Linked DNA regions of Mus musculus: regions 1, 2, 3, 5, 6 and 7 are each linked to region 4. The links are chromatin contacts, called in public Hi-C, HiCAR-type, HiChIP or PLAC-seq and promoter capture Hi-C maps. All regions are on one chromosome and are shown on one strand. The core of a region is the stretch at or near the end of the contact, and the rest is flanking DNA. Distances in the headings are between cores, read along the strand shown. Region 1 holds the start of Tigit (T cell immunoreceptor with Ig and ITIM domains). Region 2 overlaps Zbtb20 (zinc finger and BTB domain containing 20). Region 3 overlaps Zbtb20 (zinc finger and BTB domain containing 20). Region 4 holds the start of Zbtb20 (zinc finger and BTB domain containing 20). Region 5 holds the start of Qtrt2 (queuine tRNA-ribosyltransferase accessory subunit 2). Region 6 overlaps Zbtb20 (zinc finger and BTB domain containing 20). Region 7 has its middle 35 kb from the start of Tigit.

What was found. Promoter capture Hi-C pulls out the DNA fragments that hold promoters and counts their contacts. A called contact is a pair of places that touch in the nucleus more often than the background predicts. HiCAR-type assays count read pairs that join an accessible place to other places. HiChIP or PLAC-seq counts read pairs in DNA pulled down with a chosen protein or histone mark.
Region 1: a contact with region 4 is called in a promoter capture Hi-C map of liver, with 4 times the contacts expected there. The contact joins the promoter of Tigit here to the promoter of Zbtb20 in region 4. A contact is called at or near these places in 3 of 39 promoter capture datasets (embryonic stem cells, liver and stem cell-derived epiblast-like cells) and 1 of 9 other capture datasets (adipose tissue).
Region 2: a HiCAR-type map of astrocytes shows a contact between it and region 4, with 6 times the contacts expected there. The contact joins the enhancer-like site here to the promoter of Zbtb20 in region 4. A contact is called at or near these places in 7 of 484 Hi-C or Micro-C datasets (adipose-derived mesenchymal stem cells, cerebral cortex, muscle stem cells and 4 more), 10 of 115 datasets of contacts at active chromatin or transcription factors (astrocytes, cardiomyocytes, embryonic basal ganglia and 7 more) and 1 of 9 other capture datasets (macrophages).
Region 3: a contact with region 4 is called in an H3K27ac HiChIP or PLAC-seq map of heart atrium, with 6 read pairs. The contact joins the enhancer-like site here to the promoter of Zbtb20 in region 4. A contact is called at or near these places in 2 of 39 promoter capture datasets (hippocampal neurons and liver), 1 of 484 Hi-C or Micro-C datasets (bone marrow-derived macrophages) and 5 of 115 datasets of contacts at active chromatin or transcription factors (astrocytes, embryonic basal ganglia, embryonic forebrain and 2 more).
Region 5: an H3K27ac HiChIP or PLAC-seq map of microglia shows a contact between it and region 4, with 5 times the contacts expected there. The contact joins the promoter of Qtrt2 here to the promoter of Zbtb20 in region 4. A contact is called at or near these places in 4 of 39 promoter capture datasets (the 3T3-L1 cell line, cranial neural crest, liver and 1 more), 1 of 115 datasets of contacts at active chromatin or transcription factors (microglia) and 1 of 9 other capture datasets (adipose tissue).
Region 6: a contact with region 4 is called in an H3K27ac HiChIP or PLAC-seq map of heart atrium, with 5 read pairs. The contact joins the enhancer-like site here to the promoter of Zbtb20 in region 4. A contact is called at or near these places in 1 of 484 Hi-C or Micro-C datasets (cerebellum), 5 of 115 datasets of contacts at active chromatin or transcription factors (the NIH/3T3 cell line, embryonic basal ganglia, forebrain and 2 more) and 1 of 9 other capture datasets (embryonic stem cells).
Region 7: a Hi-C map of the N1E-115 cell line shows a contact between it and region 4, with 7 times the contacts expected there. The contact joins the enhancer-like site here to the promoter of Zbtb20 in region 4. A contact is called at or near these places in 4 of 484 Hi-C or Micro-C datasets (the N1E-115 cell line, muscle stem cells, myocytes and 1 more), 1 of 115 datasets of contacts at active chromatin or transcription factors (cardiomyocytes) and 1 of 9 other capture datasets (embryonic stem cells).

The regions. Positions count from the first base shown.
Region 1 is chr16:43,662,806-43,665,816 of GRCm38.p6, forward strand. Tigit (T cell immunoreceptor with Ig and ITIM domains) reads right to left here and starts at 1,379. Exons shown (of 4, transcript NM_001146325.1): 1 at 1,219-1,379. The coding sequence starts at 1,282.
Region 2 is chr16:43,463,403-43,466,245 of GRCm38.p6, forward strand. All of the region lies in intron 5 of Zbtb20 (zinc finger and BTB domain containing 20), which reads left to right. Among named protein-coding and RNA genes, the nearest start is that of Gm15713, 45 kb to the left of the region's middle. Within about 2 kb of position 1,484, at least 151 of the 459 cell types and tissues checked have an H3K27ac peak or open chromatin away from gene starts, as enhancers often do. A contact at or near this core is called in adipose-derived mesenchymal stem cells, astrocytes, cardiomyocytes and 11 more, where this site is marked.
Region 3 is chr16:43,614,250-43,617,350 of GRCm38.p6, forward strand. All of the region lies in intron 10 of Zbtb20 (zinc finger and BTB domain containing 20), which reads left to right. Among named protein-coding and RNA genes, the nearest start is that of Mir568, 25 kb to the right of the region's middle. Within about 2 kb of position 1,417, at least 17 of the 459 cell types and tissues checked have an H3K27ac peak or open chromatin away from gene starts, as enhancers often do. A contact at or near this core is called in heart atrium, where this site is marked.
Region 4 is chr16:42,906,087-42,909,055 of GRCm38.p6, forward strand. It overlaps Zbtb20 (zinc finger and BTB domain containing 20), which reads left to right and starts at 1,559. Exons shown (of 11, transcript NM_001285805.1): 1 at 1,559-1,635. The region is part of intron 1 of Gm19522 (predicted gene, 19522); the gene reads right to left.
Region 5 is chr16:43,888,220-43,891,154 of GRCm38.p6, forward strand. Qtrt2 (queuine tRNA-ribosyltransferase accessory subunit 2) reads right to left here and starts at 1,457. Exons shown (of 9, transcript NM_001356329.1): 1 at 1,348-1,457. It overlaps Ccdc191 (coiled-coil domain containing 191), which reads left to right and starts at 1,683. Exons shown (of 16, transcript NM_027801.1): 1 at 1,683-1,819. The coding sequence starts at 1,772.
Region 6 is chr16:43,430,513-43,433,658 of GRCm38.p6, forward strand. The region is part of intron 4 of Zbtb20 (zinc finger and BTB domain containing 20); the gene reads left to right. Among named protein-coding and RNA genes, the nearest start is that of Gm15713, 12 kb to the left of the region's middle. Within about 2 kb of position 1,454, at least 16 of the 459 cell types and tissues checked have an H3K27ac peak or open chromatin away from gene starts, as enhancers often do. A contact at or near this core is called in heart atrium, where this site is marked.
Region 7 is chr16:43,697,647-43,700,569 of GRCm38.p6, forward strand. No RefSeq gene overlaps it. Among named protein-coding and RNA genes, the nearest start is that of Tigit, 35 kb to the left of the region's middle. Within about 2 kb of position 1,480, at least 124 of the 459 cell types and tissues checked have an H3K27ac peak or open chromatin away from gene starts, as enhancers often do. A contact at or near this core is called in the N1E-115 cell line, muscle stem cells and myocytes, where this site is marked.

The DNA of each region.
Region 1 (3,011 bases), core at 129-2,628, 760 kb after region 4:
CTTTCCCACTTAGACTATCAGCCCGACACCAACATATCTTGTACTTCTCTCTAGGTTCCAGCAGTCTAGCCTTGTGTCTAGCCCTATGTTTTGAAAATAGAACTGGGCTATTTGATTGGCATTTGGGATGTCAGGAAAATGAGAGAGAGAGAGAGAGAGAGAGAGAGAGAGAGAGAGAGAGAGAGAACACAGAGAAAGGAAACTTGAATCTACTTCTCAGCCAGAAGTAGCAGCATATATTTTTAATCCAAGTACATGGGAGGATGAGGCAGGAGGATCATAGTGCATTCCAGACCAGCCTTGGAAACATAGAAAGACCATGTATCTGTCAAAGAAACAAACTAAAGCAAAAGAGAGAGGGAAGGGGAAGAGAGGACAATGAGAAAGAGGGAAAGAAGGGAAAGGAGAAGTAATGGAAGGGAAGAGAAGGGGAGGGAAACATAGAAAATAGGAGGGGAGGGGAGGAGAGGGGAGGGGAGGGGAGGGGAGGAGAGGGGAGGGGAGGGGAGGGAAGGGGAGGGGAAGAAGGGAGAAGAAGGAAGGGGAGGGGAGAGGAAGGGAAGACAGTAGAGGAGAGGTAAGAGGGGAAGAAAGGCCTTCTCCTAGATGAAGCCAACTTCTTTGCTACCTACCAGCCTGCCCCACCTTGGCTCCTCTCTACCTTCAGTCTTATAAGTTCAGCCTTTAAACTAATTTGTAGTATAGTCTCTAAATATTTTGTTTCCTTCCCTCAGAAATGTTTATCTACAATTTGTAATAGAATAGAAACAACAGAATTTAGTCTCTCATATTAGTGGTAGACTATGAAAATCTGAGAAGCAGGTATTTCTGACCAACAGAGAACTAACTGGAACATTGTTCTAGGAGTTCCTCAGAAACAGAAAAGAAAATGGAGCAGGAGAGAAATGGGTTTCCAGGAGATTTCTTGGCTCCCAATCTTAGTCTATTCCCCAGCTTCCCTCTTGAACAGCTGTCCAGTCAGAGTCCCTAACCCAGAGGATCTATGAAGTCCTTCCTCTGCAATCCCAAACGTGTATGCATCCCTTTCTCAGCGATTGCCTCTTACCATGTGGTCACACAGAGCCTCAGAACCACATACATACACAGAAGCTGACATACATACAGGCCTAGGCATATACTTAGAGCTTTCTCTACCTGAGCATCCTGGTGTCTGTGCCAAGCTAGGTGTCTCTGCTCTGCTAGGTCTGCAAGCCTTACCTGTAGCGAGGAAGGCAGCCTGTATCAGCCCCTGGACCCAGACCAGGAGCAGCCAGCCATGCATGCTTCTAACCAGAGGCCTACAGCAAAGTGGATGTGGCCTCTCCTCCAACTGAAACTGGCTCACTGCAGCTGTAAGGTGAAACCAAGCTGGTGAAAAGAGGGTCTCGGAAAAACTGACTTAGGTAAGAGCAGTGTCAAACGTGTAATGTTTTCTTAACAAGTACACAAAGCCACATAGGGTGAGCCACAAGAAAGGCCATGAAGGAAACACACTGTAAAAACAAATAAAACATGTGGTTAGAGATACACGGGTCTTGGGCAACTCGTATATTGACTACTTGGGTAGCCAGCCGATCTGTTGTTTTTAAGTTCTCTTGATGCACTTTTTGAAACACCAACTTTTATCTAAAGCATTCAAGGGTAGGTGACGCACAGGATTCTGAAGAAGTATTTCTGATGAGTCAGTCCCCTCCCCTCCCCTGCCCTGCCCTGCCCTGCCCTGCCCTGCTGCTTCAAGTTCCTGCCACAGTAACAGACTGTAACCTGGCCCTGTGAGCTAAAATAAGCCCCCTCTCCTCTAAGTTACTTTTTGTCAGGGCAGCGGCAACAGAAACCAAACTAGGACATCATCTTTTCTTTCTCTCTCCTTCCCCTTCTCCCTCCATCCTTTCCTTCATTTAAAAGGTCCTACAAGCTCTGAAGAGACGAGGGTCGGCAAAGAATTGCTCAGCGCTCAAGAGTTGACCAAAGTTCGTCTCTGTAAAGCCACTGGGAGAGGAGATGGAGAGGACACCGTCAGCTATCGCCTGGGCTCTTGGCAGAGCTGTATTGGCCATGCCCCATGATGTACAGCCTGAAGATCTCTATTCTCACCAGGGGACATCCAAAGCCTCATGCCCTGCCCATCCCACCAGTGCACAAATGATTCTCAACAGCCAGGCCTCTGTCCCTCTCTTCTGTATGCAGGGTCCCTCTGTCTCTGATCAGCTTCCTCCCCATCCTGGGTTCTGTTCATTCACAAATCTACACAGTGACTCATGCACCCTAGGCCCCTCCTCTAGACCTGTAGACAGTGTTTGACTTACCAGCTTCTCCACAGCCTTCAAGGCTTACATAAAAAATACATCTCCACCACTTTTGTTGTTGTTGTTTTGTTTTTGAGGCAGGGCTTCTCTGGGAAGCCTTGACTGAGCTGGAACTCACTCTGTAGACAAGGTTGGCTTAAAAACTCAGAGATCTTCTTGCCCGCCTCTCTCTCCTGAGTGATGGGATTTAAGGCATGCACCACCACCAAAGCCAGCCTCTCCACCACTTTTTTAACATCTGAATGCCTTTTAGCCAAAGAAACAGTAAGATCCAATATGTATTCAGGGTAAAATGCTGGGGCTAGACATGATGAGAGTTGCCAAACTTGGTTACCTGGACAGAAAAACCACAGGGGCAAGGGCTGGTGGGAAGAACACAACCCAGAAAAAGGCTACAAAATTAACAGTCTGCTTTTGTATCATGTGTGTAGAAACAAAAGAAAGTAGATTTGTCCCATTTTGGAAAATGCAAAAAACTTAAGAGTTGGTTTTAGAAGGGAAAAGTTAAAGACTTCTTGCCCAGAGAGATGCTTCAGCAGTTAAGGGTGGGCATCACCAAGCATGACAACTTGAGCTGGATCACTGGTGCCCACATAGTGGAAGAAGAGAACTGACTCCCACGGTTGTCCTCTGACCTCCTGTGATGGTTTGTTTATGCTTGGCCTAAGGAGTGGCACTATTAGAAGGTGTGCCCCGTTCAAGTAG
Region 2 (2,843 bases), core at 234-2,733, 560 kb after region 4:
CATTTATTGACAAAATTTATAATATCCTTTTACCAAGAAGTACAAGCCTGAAAAGTAAATAGGCTAAAAATTTGTGCAAAATTATAAAGTCTAGGAAGAAAAATAAAAGAAATCCAGGATTCACATGTGCCTGCAAGTTTATAGAATGCGCCATTTCTTTTCAGAGAAGACAGGAAGTTTTTTAGGGGAATAAAAAGAAGAAATGGAGAAACAAAACTTGATTTAAAATGAAAAAGAGAACATTTATTATTTAAAGACCAAACCTGCCTGCACTGAGCAGATTTGGATAAATATTACTTTGGACTGCTTTTAGGAGATTCTGGGGCAATGAAATCAAATGATCAAGTCACTACCAAGAGGCACCACCTAGGAAATCCTACAGAGACAGGCAGTCATCTCAGATAATAGCTAAGTAACCGTGACCGTGGGTATCCTGCTCATTGCATCTCCCTTTGTCCCTCGATCACATTGCCACCTCCCCGTCTGTGGTGGTTCCTGTGCTGCAGTGGTCTGCACCAAATGACGAGGTCTCTGATTTCACATCTATGTGGCTTTCACTATCAGTCCTAGAAGCCTGCAGCAGACATATTTAATACAGGAGAATGCAGGGAAAGATGCTAAGGCTAAAGTCAAATGTGACATTTTATCTGACATAGGAAGGAGGCTGGTTAGACTCCTCAAGGAATGGTGCTGTGTTATACAACAGGGCCAGGTCCTACCTGGCCCTAAGCCATCTCATTCCCTGTTCATTCTCAGTGGTGATACAGCCGGTCAGCTAATGCTTTGGATGATGTTGGTGTGCATGCTCATCGTTACCACTGTGTCTTCCTACCCTTCCCTTCCCCTTCGTTACCTAGCACTGCATATTTCTAGTCCTCTGACTGGCAAATCATTTTGTAACAGCTCTTTTGTGTAAAAACAGTTCGCATAATAGCTCAGTGTTAGACAAGGCATTAATCCTCACATCACCAAGATGAGTCAGCACGATGAACTCCTGCCCGCCTAGCTCAGCTATTATGACGTCAGTGCTTTGGGGCAAGCATGAGACACAAACCGTATAGGAGACCTGTGTCACCTAGTAGAAATCAAGTCGGGAGGCCTCTAATTGAAAGTCCGTGTGGGCCTCATAGGAAATTGTGAAGCTAATTCTGTGCTACATCAGCAGAGCAGTTTCTGGACTTTTTTTTTTTTTTTAGCAGAGTAAGGCTGGGAAAAGAAAACCGTGTCACAAGCTGATAGTCCATTCATGTACTCATGACCTTGTCCTACCCCAAGCCAGGCTTCATGCTTGCTTGCTTGACTTGTTAGAAATCCTCAAGTTGCCTTTATGCCAGCAGGATGACGGAGCCAGTAACAGTCCCGTGTCCTCAAGTGCTCCCATGGACAGCAGCTGATGGCTCCAGGGTGCTGCTCTAGAGGCCCCTCAGCAGCAAAGGAACAGTTCCTTGGGAACAAACCAGAGCATTATCCCCAGGGCCTCTCCTTCCCAAGCGCCTCCTCAATGACCTCCTCGGGACAGGTGCAAGACTCAGCCTGTTTGACCTTCTGTCCTTGGCACTGCATGCAATGTCCGCATCTGGAATTGACCCAGATTTAAATAGGAGTTGAATAGCTGCCACGATTTCCTGCAAGAGTTTTCTGTCCCATTATTCTTCGGCAGAAACAGAAAGGAAAACTCCACAATCTACCACGCTGCCTCAAAGCAGATGACACAGACTAGCCCTGTTTGGGGAGCCCAGTTCTTGTCAGCAAGGCTTCTCTGAAATTCAGACCCAGATATGTTCTCTTGCCAGTCCTTTACAATATTAAAAGTTAATCATCAGAAGGTGGTAATGTATTCCATTACTGACATTCTGTATTAAAAAGATGCTACATCACAGCCTCCATCCTGCCCTGCCCCATCTAACTCTCACCCAAGCCAGTCACCAACCCCTGTGATAACCCAGAAAATGCCTCAGTGCTGGGATTTTCCACTTTCATTAGAGTGCTAGTAGTCTCTTACCATGCTTCTAAGAGCTATGGCTACTGCTTGGCTTGGTTTTGATTAATTATGCACAGTTCTTTATTTAGTTTTCAGTCAACAAACGTTTATAGAAAGCCTGTAACAGTGCTTAGTTCTGGGAACTCCAAGATAAATGAGAAATGCCACCTTTCATTAAGAATGGCACAGTCTGGGGTTGAGAGAACAGCTCAAGCTGGAACACTTGTAGCTCAGTGAAGTGGAGCGGGAGTGCAGGCCTGGGCTTGCCCCACAGCAATGCAGAAAAAAAAAAGAAAGAAGCCCTCAGTGTTCTAGGGACGATGACCATGTGCAAAGGCTGTTTTGTGACCAGCACTGGAATTCAGGTATCTCCAAATGCTTACCCATAGAGAAGGTTCAAGCTGGCTCAGAAAGTGAAAATAGTGACTAGGGGTTTACCAAGTGGGCACAGGAGGAGAGAGAGAAAGGGGTTTGTTGTTAGAGAAAACAAGAGCATTTAAAAGTGAGAAGGCACCAAGTAACCGCCAGGTCTAGCTACTGAGTTCTCGAGTGTGCTAGCATGTGATAGACAGGAGTCAAGTCAAAGGGGCCTCTGATGCCAAGCAAAGGAGTTTAGACTTGATCGTACACCCCTGAAGATAGTTTAAAGAAACCTAAGGCAATTGCTTAAGACTTGAACTGTGCAGTGAGTGAACTGTGCAGTGAGTGGAGATGAGATGTCATTTCAGAGTGCTGACTCAGGCATTAACATTTGTGTAACTCAAGCATATCTTTGCCTTGCCCTTTAGGAGAAAGGCTGATGTTACCGTGGTTGCCAAACTTAAAGCCAAACCCATCCTTATGGGAGTTCCACTGAAGGCCT
Region 3 (3,101 bases), core at 167-2,666, 710 kb after region 4:
ACTAAGTGACTTTAAGTGCTAGGCTGAAGTGGAATCACAGTTTTTGGAGGTCTTAATAATAAGTTAACCGAGGACTGAGGAATAGAAACAGAAGCATTTGACCATAAATGCTATAACTATCATTAACACCTAGGAATATATATTACAGAAACCCCATGCATTTTCCAGCATGATCCAGGACCTGTTGATGGTAGCAGGAGAGTTAGCAGGCTTGGGAGCTTATCTTACTCTTGGCTGCCATTTGTTGGGGTCTTGAAGGAATCAGCACAAAGGAACAGGAGATACCATTTCCTGGAGTGTTAAAATCCACTCCACTCACAATGCTGTAAGAAGTCAGATAATAAAGCAAACTGTTCCCCTAGGTATTTAAAATTCTGCTTTTCACTGACATATCTGAGTCGTCCATGAGCCACAGCCGTGTTAATGTATATGTCCCCAGGTGGCAGTCCCTCCTAGACAGTCAGCAGGGAATAGGCAGAAAGGTCATCACAGCATGCCATCCATGGCCTCCTGCTCCATGCCCTCTTCACAGACACCAAGAGTAACTGTGCAGCCATTGGATCAACTACATTCCTGCTGTTCATACCAAGCCTTTTCCTGTTTTCTGGTCCAGTCTTCATTTTTTCCCACTCAGAAACCTCTCTTTCCCTTCCTCTGACTTCCTTGGTTTTTTTGTTTTTTTGTTTTTTTAATACTCACCAAGCATCCTGTTTTGGTTTTGGTTTTCTGACACCCCACCCCTACCCCCAACCCCCCCCTACCATGCTCACCCAAAGAAAAGGGTAGGTATTACCCTGCCTTGGCATGTGTAACTAAGAGTAGACCACACGTGTCACCTTTGTTTACTAGTGTCAGTAAAACAGCCTGCTTTAGGGATCGGCTGAAACATTGGTTTTGCTGCTTTGGTTTGGCTTCTGTTTAACTCAGGATCTGCTTTCTGATGCAGTGTAGTGATTTCTCAGATGGTTTACTTTATCCTCAGTTCCTGCAGGCTGGATACAACAGTTTAGTTTTCCTTAAAATGACCAATACTCAGTGCTAGGTACCGTCTCATTAATTTTCAAAACAAGTTCACACATGTGTACTTTTTGAACCATTACCAAGTTCTAGATAAGGAGACCAAGGCTTAGAAAGCTTTGATAACATGTCCAAATCACTCAGCCAAGAAATGGAATTCATAGCGGACTCCTTCCCCAGAACGGATCACTTTAAAGTGAAGGGGCTCCTTGTGCCCACTGCCCTTTATGTTATGGTTCACAAATCCTCTTTGCATTTTGTGACGCTTCCTAACAACCCAAACTTGTGGACATGACCTTAGGCTCCAACCCAGAAAGCCATCTGAGACCGTTTATCATCTTAACCTCAGATTTCTCCACCTGCAGAGTGACAGTCTACAGACCACTCATTTCATGAACAGTGCCCCATTTCCTTTAAGGTTTCCTCTAAGTAATATGTAGGGGAGTCAGTGGATAGGAAATGTTATATGATTCCTGCTGATTGATGTTGTTTCAAATCTTTCCATATACGGCCGGCAAGTGTGGGCAAATGACTGATATGAAAATAGACCCAGGTCATTCAGGCAGTCCCTGAAATGCTCAGCGCCACCATTCCAGAACTGCAGTAATTATAGAGAGCACCTTCCTCTGACCAGCGCCTAGGTGCCTTGTGCACACTTTGCTCATTAACAACCACTCCATTTTGCTGTGGTAGGGCAGACAGCTGGGTACTTTGTCCTATTTAAAAGTGTGGGACTGCCCAAGCATTGAGTGATTAAGCAGGTTGCCCTCAGGCCATTTGCTGGCAAGGCCAGGACTAGAGATCTCAGGGGTTGTTGACCACCCTGAGATGAACACCAGTAAATCCCAGAGCCATAGCAAGTGCTTGATCCAATTTATCACTTACAGAAGGCAAATCAAACCCAGAGAGATAGAAACATTTAAGAAGTCCAGGGTCACACAGATAATTACTGACATAACTGTACTACGTGCATACAAACAACCAACGCATATATGCGACCGAGAAGATGACAACTGTGAAGAATCGATTTGTGGTGGGATTAGAAGGGTGTGAAAGCAAAGAGCCTTGATTGGTGACCTTGCCTGGAGGAAAAGCAGTCAGAAGGTGAACGTTCAAACAGCAAGAGCATTTAACAGTTTCACCTTCCTAACAGGCCAAAATACTGTCTGCAGTTTAAGGCACGCATGCTTCCCATGAAAGATGACAGTGGGCATGTTTTAAGAGATAGTTGGCCAGCCTCTCGTAGCCACTGTAAATTATACTGAGGACACAAGGACAGCAAAGACCAGCTGAGCTGCAAGCATGTTTACAGCTGATGGCAGTGCCTCAACTAAAAATAACATACATGCTTGTCTCCAAGGGAATCTCTCATTTACAGAAACTTTACAAATGTAAACACTGTGTATAGGCCGAGCTCTTTAGCAATAAGCCTTCCCCAGATTCTCCTTTTTCAATCTAAAAATTAAACTCTCTTTTAGCCCTAGGATCCTGCACTTCATACTTCCCCATAAGAATGCTTTCATTCAAGATCCCTTATGTTAGAAATACCAAGAAAATTGTCTAATTAGAGAGAGTTCCATACGATGAAACATAAATATGAGGCATTCGATCCAGAATCTGGCATAGTAAACATTCAGTGTGTGGGTGTTCGTTTTCTTGCTATGATACATGATACAGCAGCGTCTTCAGAATGGAAAAATGAGAGCCACAGTCAAGGCCCTTAGTTAAATGGAAGTTGACTCAAGTTTAAGGAGTAGATCCCTTGGCCTGCTACACATTCTCTGATAGGGTCTCGGGCTTGGGGCTTTAGGCACCCTGAGGCAGATGTCTACTTTGGCCTGTCAGTAATGAGATGGAAGAGGTAGAGCATACACTTTAGAGAGGTTTTGTCATCTGTCAAAATCAGAAAAGAGCAAGTGTTGAGAATCAATATTAATAATTTAAAAAAGCAAGTCTTTTAAACAATTATCCAAAGTGATGTCCCAGACCCATGTACTTTTAGGGGTCCCCATGTCGCCATCCACTGACTAGTCTTACCTTACTATTTTTAACTAGCTAGATGATTTGGTTTCAGAGCCAATGGC
Region 4 (2,969 bases), core at 309-2,808:
AGGAATACATTTTGAATTTTGTAGTAAGTTAAGCCATATAAAAGGATAGTTTTGCAGATAATATATTTAAGGTCATTGGTATCAAAATATAGCATTAGAATAAGTCAAGTGCACCCTCTTACCTTTCATTTTATGTGTGTGAATTCCTTTGGAAAAATCTACTCTTTAAAAATTTTTAAATGTATACAATTTATATAGTCAAACTGTATAAACAACATTAAGGAAGATGGGCATCTACACAGATACAATACTCAGATATATAGATAAATAGATAGATAGATAGTTAGTTAGTTTGGTTTATCAGGAGTTGTTTTGAAAAAAAAAAGAGACTTCCAACCAGTTCTATTTTCTGATGTTCATCATCCCAAAGCTGAAAATATATCACCACTTTAGAAAAGGCACCTGGGAGTTAGCAAAGGCTATGAGGAGCATGTGGTGGGACCAGTAATATAACCAGCACTATTTTCCTGGAGCTAGTGCATGTGAAAATTTGGTTAAAGGTATAGTATAAAGAGTTTCATTTTTTTCTTTCAAGGAAGGTTTATTTAAAAGCACCAGTTTTAGTTTTTACTTCTAATAAAAGATGAAAGGTTATTTACTGTAGTTTCCGATCCATATTGTATAGAACTTTGTCTTGCTTGAATGGTAACTCCTAATAGGTTTATTTCTCTGGTATACTATGTATTAAATGCATTGCACCTGTTAATACAGACTGCATTGCATTGTGTAGCTGGATGCTTCAAACAAGAAACCAGTCTGCTTTCTTCTAGGGTACTAGCCTATTAGCAAGTTAATTAAACTTAATTCTGTTTTTGTCTTATAGTTTTGTTTATGGTCTTGGTTTATTTACTGAACAGTGATTTCTTCTTTGCAGTTACCAGTTTTGCCTGAGATCAGTTTTCCTATTGTATGGAGTCTGTTTCTTACAGTCTCCTTTAAGACAGCTCTGACTTTAAAATCATTACTAAGCTTTTGTCAGAGCAGATTTGTTGACATTTTTCTCACATTCAAAAAATAAATTTGAAAGATTGCACAAATAAGCTATGTAATTCCTTATTTCCTGCTAATATGCAAAAATGTATTTATGATAATTACACACGTACTGTGTGCCAGAGCTGAAACAATACATTCCTCATAATGGAGCATAAATAAAGAAGGTGGAGCCAGCTGCTCTTAAACTGTTTCTTTGCAAGCAGTAATGCTATAGAGAATATACCTTTTCCCTCTGTTAGTCTGGCAATGCTGAACCTGTTGCTGCATTAGACGAGTTGCGTTTTCCTGGGTAGGGGAAGGAGGGCTGTCTGCTGTCTGGTAGGAGGGCTTTGTCTGTGCCTTTCTCTCTCTCTCTTTCTGTTTTTCTTTCTCTCTCTCCTTCTCTTTCTCTCTCACTGGCTTGCTTGCTCTGTCTCTGTCTTTCTCTCTCTCTCTCTGCCCCCCTTCCCCTCCCTCTCTCTTGCTCTCTCTCTCTCTCTTCCCGTCTCTGTGGTTTGTAAGGTAGGTTGCAGTGTGTGTATATACACAACATCAAGAGCAGGAAAATGGACTCATTAGGGAGGCAGGCAGTCATTACCACTCACACTGTACTTCCAGGGAGACACCGATTATGAGAAGAGAAACTCAGCGCTGGGGAAGAAGGTAGGGGCAGACAACTTTCATAAAAACAACCCTGCCTCCTCAGTCCCCTTGCATTTATCATCTTATTTACTCCACAGTGCTTTTAGGCTTTCTTTCCTGAATTTTAATTTCTGTATCTAAATTTGACAGAGCTAATGCTAGTTTGAATTTTGGAACATCTATAGGAGGCCTACCCTGTACTAATTTTCTTAATTATTTAAGGGTGTGACCTTGTGATTCAGTTTTATTAGTTTAAAAATAATTACAAACAAACCTATTTTTCTTACTAAAGTAATGAGTAAATCAGAATCGTTCACTCTTTTAAAACAAACTCCTCCGTATGTTTGTCTCTTTGCTTTTCTCGTCTGTTTATGCAATTCCATCTGTCTGTCTATATATCATGTTGTCCTTATTTATTGCTAACTGGATTTTGTTAGTTATTTGCCAGTGAGTTTTAGCTGCAGTGCCAGTGTGGGTACTACCAAAATGAGACTCTTGTTCTTTGTTTTACATTGAAGTTTAAAGTCCATATTTACAGTATAGATCCTTTAAGCAGGTTGCATACTTTATGCTAGCATGTTTATTTGATGACATTGGACATAAGGTGAAGGGTAGCCCCTCAGGGTGGGCAAGAATCAAGGAACTATTTTTTTTTGCTACTACACATGTAGAAATAGTGCATCAGGGGGTTATAGTTTCAAAGAAATTGTGGCTATTTTCTAACTTTTTATTTTATAGATAGATTGTTGCATTTATATGGGTATTACTGTGGTTAGTAAGAGTATAAACTTTCTTAACAAGAAGTTTTTATCCTGGGATAGTTTCCTTTTAGTATGTTAGTGCTTGTTTATGCTTAGGGAGGGAGGAGTGGAGGCTGGCCTTTTTACATTTTTTTTTTTTTTAACAAAGTGGAAGCTATGGAGTGTATCAGGCCATTTTGTGCAACAACTGTAAGTATTCCCTTAACATATTTGAGTCCATAAATAATGTATTTGTTATTGCAAATATGTATTTGAGGTTTTTTTTTATTTCTTTTTTCTTTTCATGGTGGGAAAAAAGCTATGCTTGAAACCAGCTTGCATTGTTGAGGAATTTTCTAGAATAGTGCTTTTTCAAAATTTCAAGGAGTAGTTAAATAAGGTGGATGTGAAGTATACTTTTAGATGGACTTCTATTTAGGTTTGTGCAAAAGCAGAACTTTTATTCATCTGATAAAAATTAAGTCAGACAGAGAGGAACATAAATGTTTTCAGAATATACACGAGCAGTGATAGGAAATGAATGCAGATCTGAGGAGATGTTTGATAATAACAATCACCTTTTTGTAATACATTATTTATTTACTATAAGTAGCA
Region 5 (2,935 bases), core at 207-2,706, 980 kb after region 4:
TAGTCACCAGGGAGTTGTACTATTTGAAAGGATTAGAAGGATAAGAGTTATGGACTTGTTGGAGGAAATGTGTCACTGGCTTTTAGGTTTCAAAAGTACATGCCAATTCTCTTTGTTCCTATGGATGAGAATGCAGTTCTCAGCTACTGCTCAGGCGTCTGCCTGCATGCCAACATGCTTCCTGCTGTGATGATAATGGACTAAACCTCTAAAACTGTAAGCAAGCCCTCAATCAAACGTTTTCTTTTATAACAGTTGCTTTGGTCATGGTGTCTCTTCACAGCAACAGAACAGTGACTAAGACAGTTACCAGTAGTAACTGGCAGAGTTGTTACTGGAATTATAGATGTATTAGTTTTAGAGGCTATAATATAGGCTAGTGGCTTAAAAGAAACTGAAATTTGTCAAATACAATGTTTCCATATTAACTGTGATAGTTCCCATTTTGCTACAGTGTAATTGTTCTTTTCCCATCTTGCCCCTCTACCTCTAAGCCATCTTCTCCAAATTGACAGCCTTTCTCCAGACTCATCCAAACATTTAAACACACTTGTTCTCCAAAAATGGACACACACTGTATTATATGCACTTCTCTGAACTCTGCTTTTCATTCAGGAAAAAATAGGCACACCTTCCAAAAAATCGCCATGAAACTAACTCTTCCAAAAGAACTAACTACCATTGAGACAGCGGAAAGTCTGAACGTAACACAGCCCATTCAACAATGTTCTTACTGGTTCACACTCAAGTTAGAGGGCAGGTGCTAGGTCTATGGGGCACAGCTTTCCTTATCATATTTCCACCAGTTTATAGTTTGGTTTAGATTCCCTGGCAGAATGTTTTACACACGTTGCTTTTTCAATCATTACAATACTCCCAGGGTTTAGGTACAATCCCATTTTGCCAGTAAGTAAGCTGAATTGCCAACAAGTGGCCGGGTCCAAAGCTCCAGTTCTGAATTTCTGCCCTGCCTTGAAAGCACACACGCCTTCAGTGGGCTGTTCATGACAACATCCAGGCATGGCTATTTAGATTCAATTTTCCCTTAGTTCCATTAGCCATCCCAGGAGCCCTAGACTTTCCTATTCGTATAGCTTCCCAAGTAACTGCTAAACTCAGAAAAACTTGCAGCTGAGAAGCTCATTCTCTGGCAGAGGCCAGGAGAACGGAGGTCCTTTTCTTTCTGAACTGTAACTGGCAATCACACTGGGAGACTCGGAGCTGGCAAAAGCCTAGACCAACAAGAAACCAAGTAATGACGAGGTGGGAACAAGACTGCAACGCAATAAAAAAAAAAAAAAAGTGGGCGCTATTCACCCTCCCTCAACAAGGAAAAGGAACACTCACCGGTTGATAACACAACTCCGCACCCTCAGGACCCTTAAACTCTTCGCAAGAGATAACACGTGTTCCGACTCGTAGAACCCTTGGCCCACTAAACCACGGTCTCCGCCGCAGAGCCAATCCGGAATTTCTGCGTCATCACCAAGCGCCAGAATTACGCAAAGGCCCTGCTAAAGAAGCCCAGTGACCTCCGCCGATGCCATAGTAACAGCGTGAAAGCAAGCTTCCCGCGCAACGCCTCCTGGGAGTAGTAGTTCCGGAATGTCTGACCCCTGTCTAGCTGCTAGGTGGCAGAACTACAACTCCCAGAACCACCTGAAAGCAGTCTGGGAGGAGGCGCAGTTGTCTCTGTTGTGGCCGAAGTCTAGGCCCGAGAGTGCAAAACGTGCTGCTGGCGCCCCAGGGAGGGTCCGCCTCAAAGAAGAAGATGGAGCTGAGTCGCTGGAAACGGTTATCAAGGAAGCTGAATCTCAAGGTGATCCCAGTCGGGAGCTTTGAGGAACATGGGCCGGCCCTAGGCGCCACACAGTCCTGAAGCCAGCCGCTTCCCGCCCTGCGCTTCCTCACTCTTCCCCCGGGGGCATCCTTACCTGGCCTTGGCTACCCTAGAGCCTGCACAGCCCTAGGTAGCGTGATTTAAGGAGCCAAAGGGTCTGTGTACTCACTACTGTGATGGGCTGCATCCTGTAAGGATTATTTCTATCTATGGAGAGGTCTCCTAGTGTCCATCATGGTGAGGGGAATTTGCCCCTAATCCTTACTCTGCCACCAATTTTAGGAAACTTTCCGCACATTTTCTTCTGCCCCCTTCAAATCTGAGTTAAGGGGTCTTTAAAAGGAAAAAAAAAATCATCACACGAAATTCTCTGACGTTATCCCTTATATCTTTCCCTTTCCAGTTTTACACAAGGTATCTAAAATGAACCCAGAAGTCCAGATGGTTGTATCTCAATACTTTATCCATATGGTTATCTCTAAATTTCACGAGCATTCAAAGTTAGAGCCTCCCTGTATCTCTTACCTCTTCTGTGTATTAGCACCTAAAGGCATCAGGAGGTTGAGGAAGAATTGGGGTGGGGGTGGGGGGTAATTAAAAATAAAAGAGACACCATTTAAAACTTGGAACATTACAAAAGTCACAGCCATGCAAAGTCACAGCCACACCAAGTGTGCCTTCCAGAATACCTCTTAACAGTCACAAAAATAGATGCTTTAAATGTAAAGGAGAGTATTGAAATGGAGGGGCTTCAGCTTTCAGCAGCAGAGCAGTTTCACCAGCTGCTCTTACCTTTCAGTTTTACTTTCCTGTAAAAAGAAAAAAAAATCCTCTTAGACGAGTGGCTTTTGTGGGGGCCCCAGGTAATCATTCTTGTGGGTTATCCTAAATATAGCAGCTGTGTGCACAGGGCACATTCCGCTTAGTGAAAACCATGCTCCAGATACCAGAGGGCACAGGCCAGAGCATTAGTGAGTGGAAACTGAGGTTGCTCCATTGCATAATAGATGGGGCCCGAAATAGCATATGAATATAGATTTGATGATGCAAGGCAAAAAAAAAAAAAAAAAAAAAATTGGGACAACTTAGAACTAC
Region 6 (3,146 bases), core at 204-2,703, 520 kb after region 4:
ATCTCTCTGGCAATTCCGTATAAAGTTTTATTACTGTGAAATAGAATAGGGTAGGGATTTATGTCACACAAAAATGAATTTCCATGGATGGGAACACACATGAAATAATTTAAGTAAGCAGTATGTCAAATGAAAATTTAAGATGTTAGAGCTGGTGGTATATAGGGAAGAAGCAACAGAGGAGGTCTGTGTAATAGATGATAAATATATCACAGTTAGAAAAAAAGAAGGGACCTGGTTGCTACAGTGGGTTTTTTTTCTAATGTTGAAGAATTGTGGAAAACACTGAAGAGTAAATTTTAAGAAACCAAAACAAATTATTAAATAGGGGCAGCCTCATTTGTACATCAAAGAAAAATATATTACTTAAGTGTGAGCCCATAGTTCCAAAATGTTCCATTTTGTTCCAAAATGAGCAATACCCACAACCCTAGAATTTCATGAGGTATGCACAATAAAGACATCTTTTAAAACTCCAGTTCACAAAGGTTACTAAAGGGCCATCAGTGAGCACAGCTCCATTTACCTCATAAAACTCCTTCCTTGTCATTGCTTGCTTTGGTTTCAGATAATGAGAATTAGGGTGAAGAGCATGTGTTTCAAATATGAGAGACTGGTCTAAGAGTCTTACACACCTTACATACCATCTTACAACTGATGTTAAGGTTCTGTGCAGGCTTTAATGGAATGCTGGCATCATAAAATGATATGAAAAACTTTTTTCATTATATTCTGTACTTGTGGTCTTTTTTTAAAAACATAGTCTGTGCAAGAAATTCAGAATAGTAGATATTTGACATAGGGTTTAAGAATCCTATTTTTAATTTGTCTCCCACTTCCCTAATCCTTAAGCTTAGACTAAACATCTCAAAAACACTATAAAACTAGGGTTTTATGGCTGGTTCCAGTAAGAGACACAGCAGAGAAACTAACTATCCTACTATGTGTCCTATTGCTGTGATAGCATACTGTAAACAAACATATCCCGATCCAAATCCATCATTGAGAGAAACCAAGGGGTTAGTACAAGCACAGACCATGAAGGAGTGCTGGTTAATGGCTTGTTATCCACTGGTCACACAGCTTACTTTGCTATAAACCAAGACCATCATCCCAGGAGTGGACCACTCACAGTCAACTGGGCCCTCCCACATCAAACACTAAGCAAGAAAATGTTCCACAGACTCACTTACAGCCCAGTCTGATGGGACACTTATCAGTTTCTTTTTTCCAGATGACGCTAACTTGTGTCTAGCACAGTAATGTGCTTCCAAGTACTACTTCTAAGTTGATGTCATCCTCAGGGAAAAGAAAACATAGGGAAGGAAGAGTGATGTGCTCCGGAAGGGCAGAGATTGTATTGCTTTGGAACTTGCCCTTAAGGTGACTGTCAGATGCTAAGGATGTCCTGGACTACTCAAGATGCCACAGGTCCTGCAGAGCTCAAGCTCTGCAGCAAGGTCTTGGATAGAGTAGCTGCCTTTGACCACATGGTAAGTCCTGAGAATGGACAGGGTGACCCAAGCAGAAGCTTAAAGGGAAAACTCCTGGGAATAGAACTAGAACATTTCAGTACTTGGGAAGCAGAGAGGATAGAAGAGCCAAAGAGAAGACAAGAAAGGATCCAAGAGAGAAGGCAAAAACAAAAAAATCAGCCACTGTTGATAAGGAACCGAAGGTTAACTGCCTCAGGCACAGCACTGGTAAGCTTGAATCAAACTGAAACTAGAAATAGCCACCTTCAGCAAGGAGAACGCCCGCACTGACACAGCATGCCCAAAGAGCACTGTTCTGCTTGAATGTGGAGCTGGAATCTCATAGGTGGTAGAAGCCTGTTTTACTAAAATACTTGCCATTTTTTAATGTTTAATTAGTGGGGGTGGGGTGCACGCGTGCACAGCAAGGGATCCAAAAGCCTTGCCCTAAAAGCACCCCTTTTTTATGTACACTCATAGTTCTTACCTTTTTCAATTAATGTTCTTTCACTTGCTATTGTCCTAATTTTTAGAAATAATTCTGTGTGTACTTTAAAGATAAATTGTTAGGAAACAGTATACAAAATATATTAAGTTGCTTTAGTGACCACAGTGTATTTTCAAACCAAAAATAAGTGTAAAAATAATATTATCCTCTACTTATATAGAGTAAGACAAATAGCTATGGTACTCTTTAATCAAAACTATTTCTATTACCTTCTGTAATTTCTGAACTAGTTATGTTCTATTTTGAAATCATTGAAATAACTACAGTTTGGAGAGAATGAATAAAATGCATTTATTGCACACAAAGCTCTTGCATATAAGTAAAAAAAAAAAACATGATAGAAATCATTGTGAGACATAAATGGTCTCTTGGAATAGAACCAGTGTGTCTGGTTTAGGAGGGCTCTTACTTCAGGTAATATTAGATTCTCTAATACATAAACCTGCAAGGCTTAGTGGATTAACATAATAGAACTTTCTGTTTTGCTCATGCAAAACTAATCATGGATTCAGGTTGGCAGAGACTCCATCATCTCTTGGACATGGCTTTTAGAGTAACCTTGAGTATTACATCCAGACAGAAGACTAGAGAAAACGAAAACAACAGAGAAAAGTTTTTCTGAGCCAGACTCAGAGCAGTATGTATCATTCCACCAGGATTCCATTGGCCAGAATGTGGTCACGAGGCTCTGTTTTCATGGAAGCCTGGGGAAAGGAGGTTTCCTGCATGCCCAAGAGAAAGGTAAAAGGTCTTTGGAATAGTCAACAATTGCCTAAGGACCAGAACTGGCCTCTTGGGTAGGATTTAGGATGGCAGACAATTAAGTACATACGGGTGTTACAGAATGAGAAGGGAGTGGCAACGGAGGAGCCCGTTCCAGCCCCACCCCTTTGTGTAGATGTAGGGCTGTAGAGTCATCGTAGGTTTCATATAAGCTCCATAACAGTAGTGTTCCTCTCTCATCTGAAAATGCCATGCAGTCTCAGAGATAAAGGGATCTGCCATGCGTGGCAGTTTACTTAGCTGGATATTGCATTTATTAAAGCAGAGAAGAACTGTAGGTATTCACCTTAAAACACTCTCATTTCAGAGGAGAGGCACCCAAGGAGGTCATGGACTCTAGATTTGACACAGTGAGTCACTGTTAAAACGAGAGCAAACCC
Region 7 (2,923 bases), core at 230-2,729, 790 kb after region 4:
TATAAAGCCATAAAGGACGGGGCATAACTTGAACCTTATCTCCCTGGGAAAGCATTTGTTGTCTTAGCCTCCACTTATCTATAGAAACAACACATGGCCTATATGGACATTCTGGGAGCTTATAGGCATATTCAACTGTAGTTATTAGCTTCTTGCTTTCATCCTCTCTGAGAAATACTCCCAAATGAGAAATATCCATGTTAGGGCTAGAGAGATGACACCTCAGTGACTGAGGGCCTGAGGTCACTTCCCAGAGCCCACAGCAAGTCATCCACATTGCCAGTGACTCAGCTTCAGGTCTACCTGACTCACTCTTCTGGCTTCTTTCGGTACCCACAGCATGTGTGGCATTTACCACACAGTCACACATAACCAGAAATAAAATAAATATTAAAATCCAAGCCCATCTTTCTTCGAGTTGCTGTTGTCGTGTATGTTGTTACAGTGACGAGACACGTAATTGATACGGCTTTCCAACTAGAATCTGTGACAAGTGACAGCATTGAGCGTTTTCACTAAACCAAGCTCTGTGTCAATGGTTTTGTATTTACTACCTCACTGAACTCTAAAGGAAGCCTAACAAGCCAGATGCCATTGTATCCCAGTTTTCTAGGTGGCAATTCTGTGGATTGAGAGGTGAGACAACTTGACTGAGTTGTTTCAAACCCTGTGCTCAAACTCTTTCAATGTTTGCCACGGGTAGTATGTCAACACAGCCACACTGTGCTACAAATTTTGCTTAAAAAAAAAAAAAAAAAGTCCAGGGGACTGGAGAGATGGCCTAGCGGTTAAGAGCATTCACTGCTCTTCCAGAGGTCCTGGGTTCAATTCCCAGCAACCACATGGGGGCTCACTACCATCAGTAAGGGAACTGATGCCCTCTTCTGGTGTGTCTGAAGACAGTTACAGTGTACTCACATACATAAACTAAATAAATCTTTTAAAAAATCCAATCACTTCCCCCACTGGAATGTAAGTTGGAAAGATAAATATGAGAGAGAGAGAGAGAGAGAGAGAGAGAGAGAGAGATCTAAAAGTATAGAACTGGAAGTGACAAGAACGTAGGGAGAAACAAGACAGCTTCCTTCCCACACATCTGCTCCTTCAGAGTCTTAGCTCTGCCCAACTCTTTATTTACCACCACCACCACCTTGTGTCTGATTTTTAAAATCATTTTTCTCACCTCCACTGCTACTGCACAGTCCCTAACCTACCTCCCTAAATCCACTATTTTGTATTCCCACCCCCACACCTCAACCTACGGATCCTTCGAGGAAGATGCAAACAGAGCATTGGCTATTTTAAAACGCCACAATTTTAAAAAGCACTCATCTCTTTATATCTACTGCTTGCCACAAATCCTTTCCAGCCCCGCCCTCTTCCACTTGACGGAAAGGCAGAAGTCTATGGTGGAGCCCACAGGAACCTTCTGGTCCCGCCCCCACACCTTGTCCCGCCCCCAAGGCTGTCTCTCCTGCTAGCCTGTGGTTTGTGGGTTTGAGCTGTCGGGTTGGTATGTACCCTGTGTTCTCTGCCTGGCCTGTCTTTACTGACCTCTGCCTAGGGGACTTCATCATCTCTTCCAGTTTTGTTGTTTTGTTTTGTTTTGTTTTGTTTGTTGTTGTTTCTTGAGATGGGCCGACCTCAAACCTGTGCTCCTCCTGCCTTGTTAGGGCTGGGATTACAGTCCCATGCCACCATGGCTGGTGGAGTCTCACTATCTTTGTAGGCTGCCACCATCACGTAAGCTCTGGAGAGCGTGTGCCTGATACAGGAAAGGGTTCAGTAGATTTGGTTAAGGGAATAAAGTCACAAAAGCACAGTGATCCTTATACCAGGTCTGTTGACCTCTGGTTTTACCTCATTCTACTGAATAACAAAGATGGGATTTCCCCCTCTGCCTCTGACGTGAATGAGTTACAAGCTGGGGCATATCAGATTCTCTAATACCCCACGCTATGCTGGACATACAGGAGGTGCTCGAGAATTCTAGAATTCTGAATAAGTATTTGACCATGAGACATAAACATGTCTCCTGCTAAATTCCAGAGCTCCTCTGACTAAATCTCCAGCCAATAAACAGAGCTCTGCTACAGGAGGAGCAAGGACTGCCCAAGGTCTACTGCAGCAACAAGGAATTCATCACATAAAAACTGCATCATTTGGCTGGGCGTGGTGGCGCACACCTTTAATCCCAGCACTCGGGAAGTAGAGGCAGGTGGATCTCTGAATTCAAGGCCAGCCTGGTCTAAAGAGTGAGTTCCAGGACAGCTGGGGCTACACTGTCTCGAAAACCAAACAAAGCAAAAAAAAAAAAAAAAAAAAATCTACACAGCCTCATACTTTCTATAGATACTGTTAAAATTCTCTAAAGGGGAATAAATCGTTGCATATGCTCTCAAAGCCCTTTCTCTAGTGACAATTATTTTTTTCTGGGGCTTAAAATTGAACATATCTCAATGGTGTTGACTAAGGTCTAATTATAATGAGAGTTCTGAAATCCTAAATGAAATTATTTGACCATATCAAATTCATGCTTGACTGTGTCTTCTCTTGAAGATTGGCGTTCCCAGATCTCCAGTTACATCCAACTTGCTGCTCATAGCAAACGAGTAAGTGTGTAGCACACGCTGTCAGAACAGCAAACTCGGACACCTGTGTGCCAGTTTGCTTCTGGCCTTCCATTTCAGCTGCTAGCTCTAAACGAATTATCCCAACCGCGACCCCCACCCCTTCACACACACACACACACACACACACACACACACACACACACACACCATTGCCCGATAGTACACTCTGTCATTACAACACCTCAGACATGTTTCTACACAGTGAAAAGGCAATGGCTGCTCAGAACGCCACAGTTGGAAGAGCGTTTTCATGTATTTAAGTCACCCGAGTCTCACGGCAGCCCTGTGTC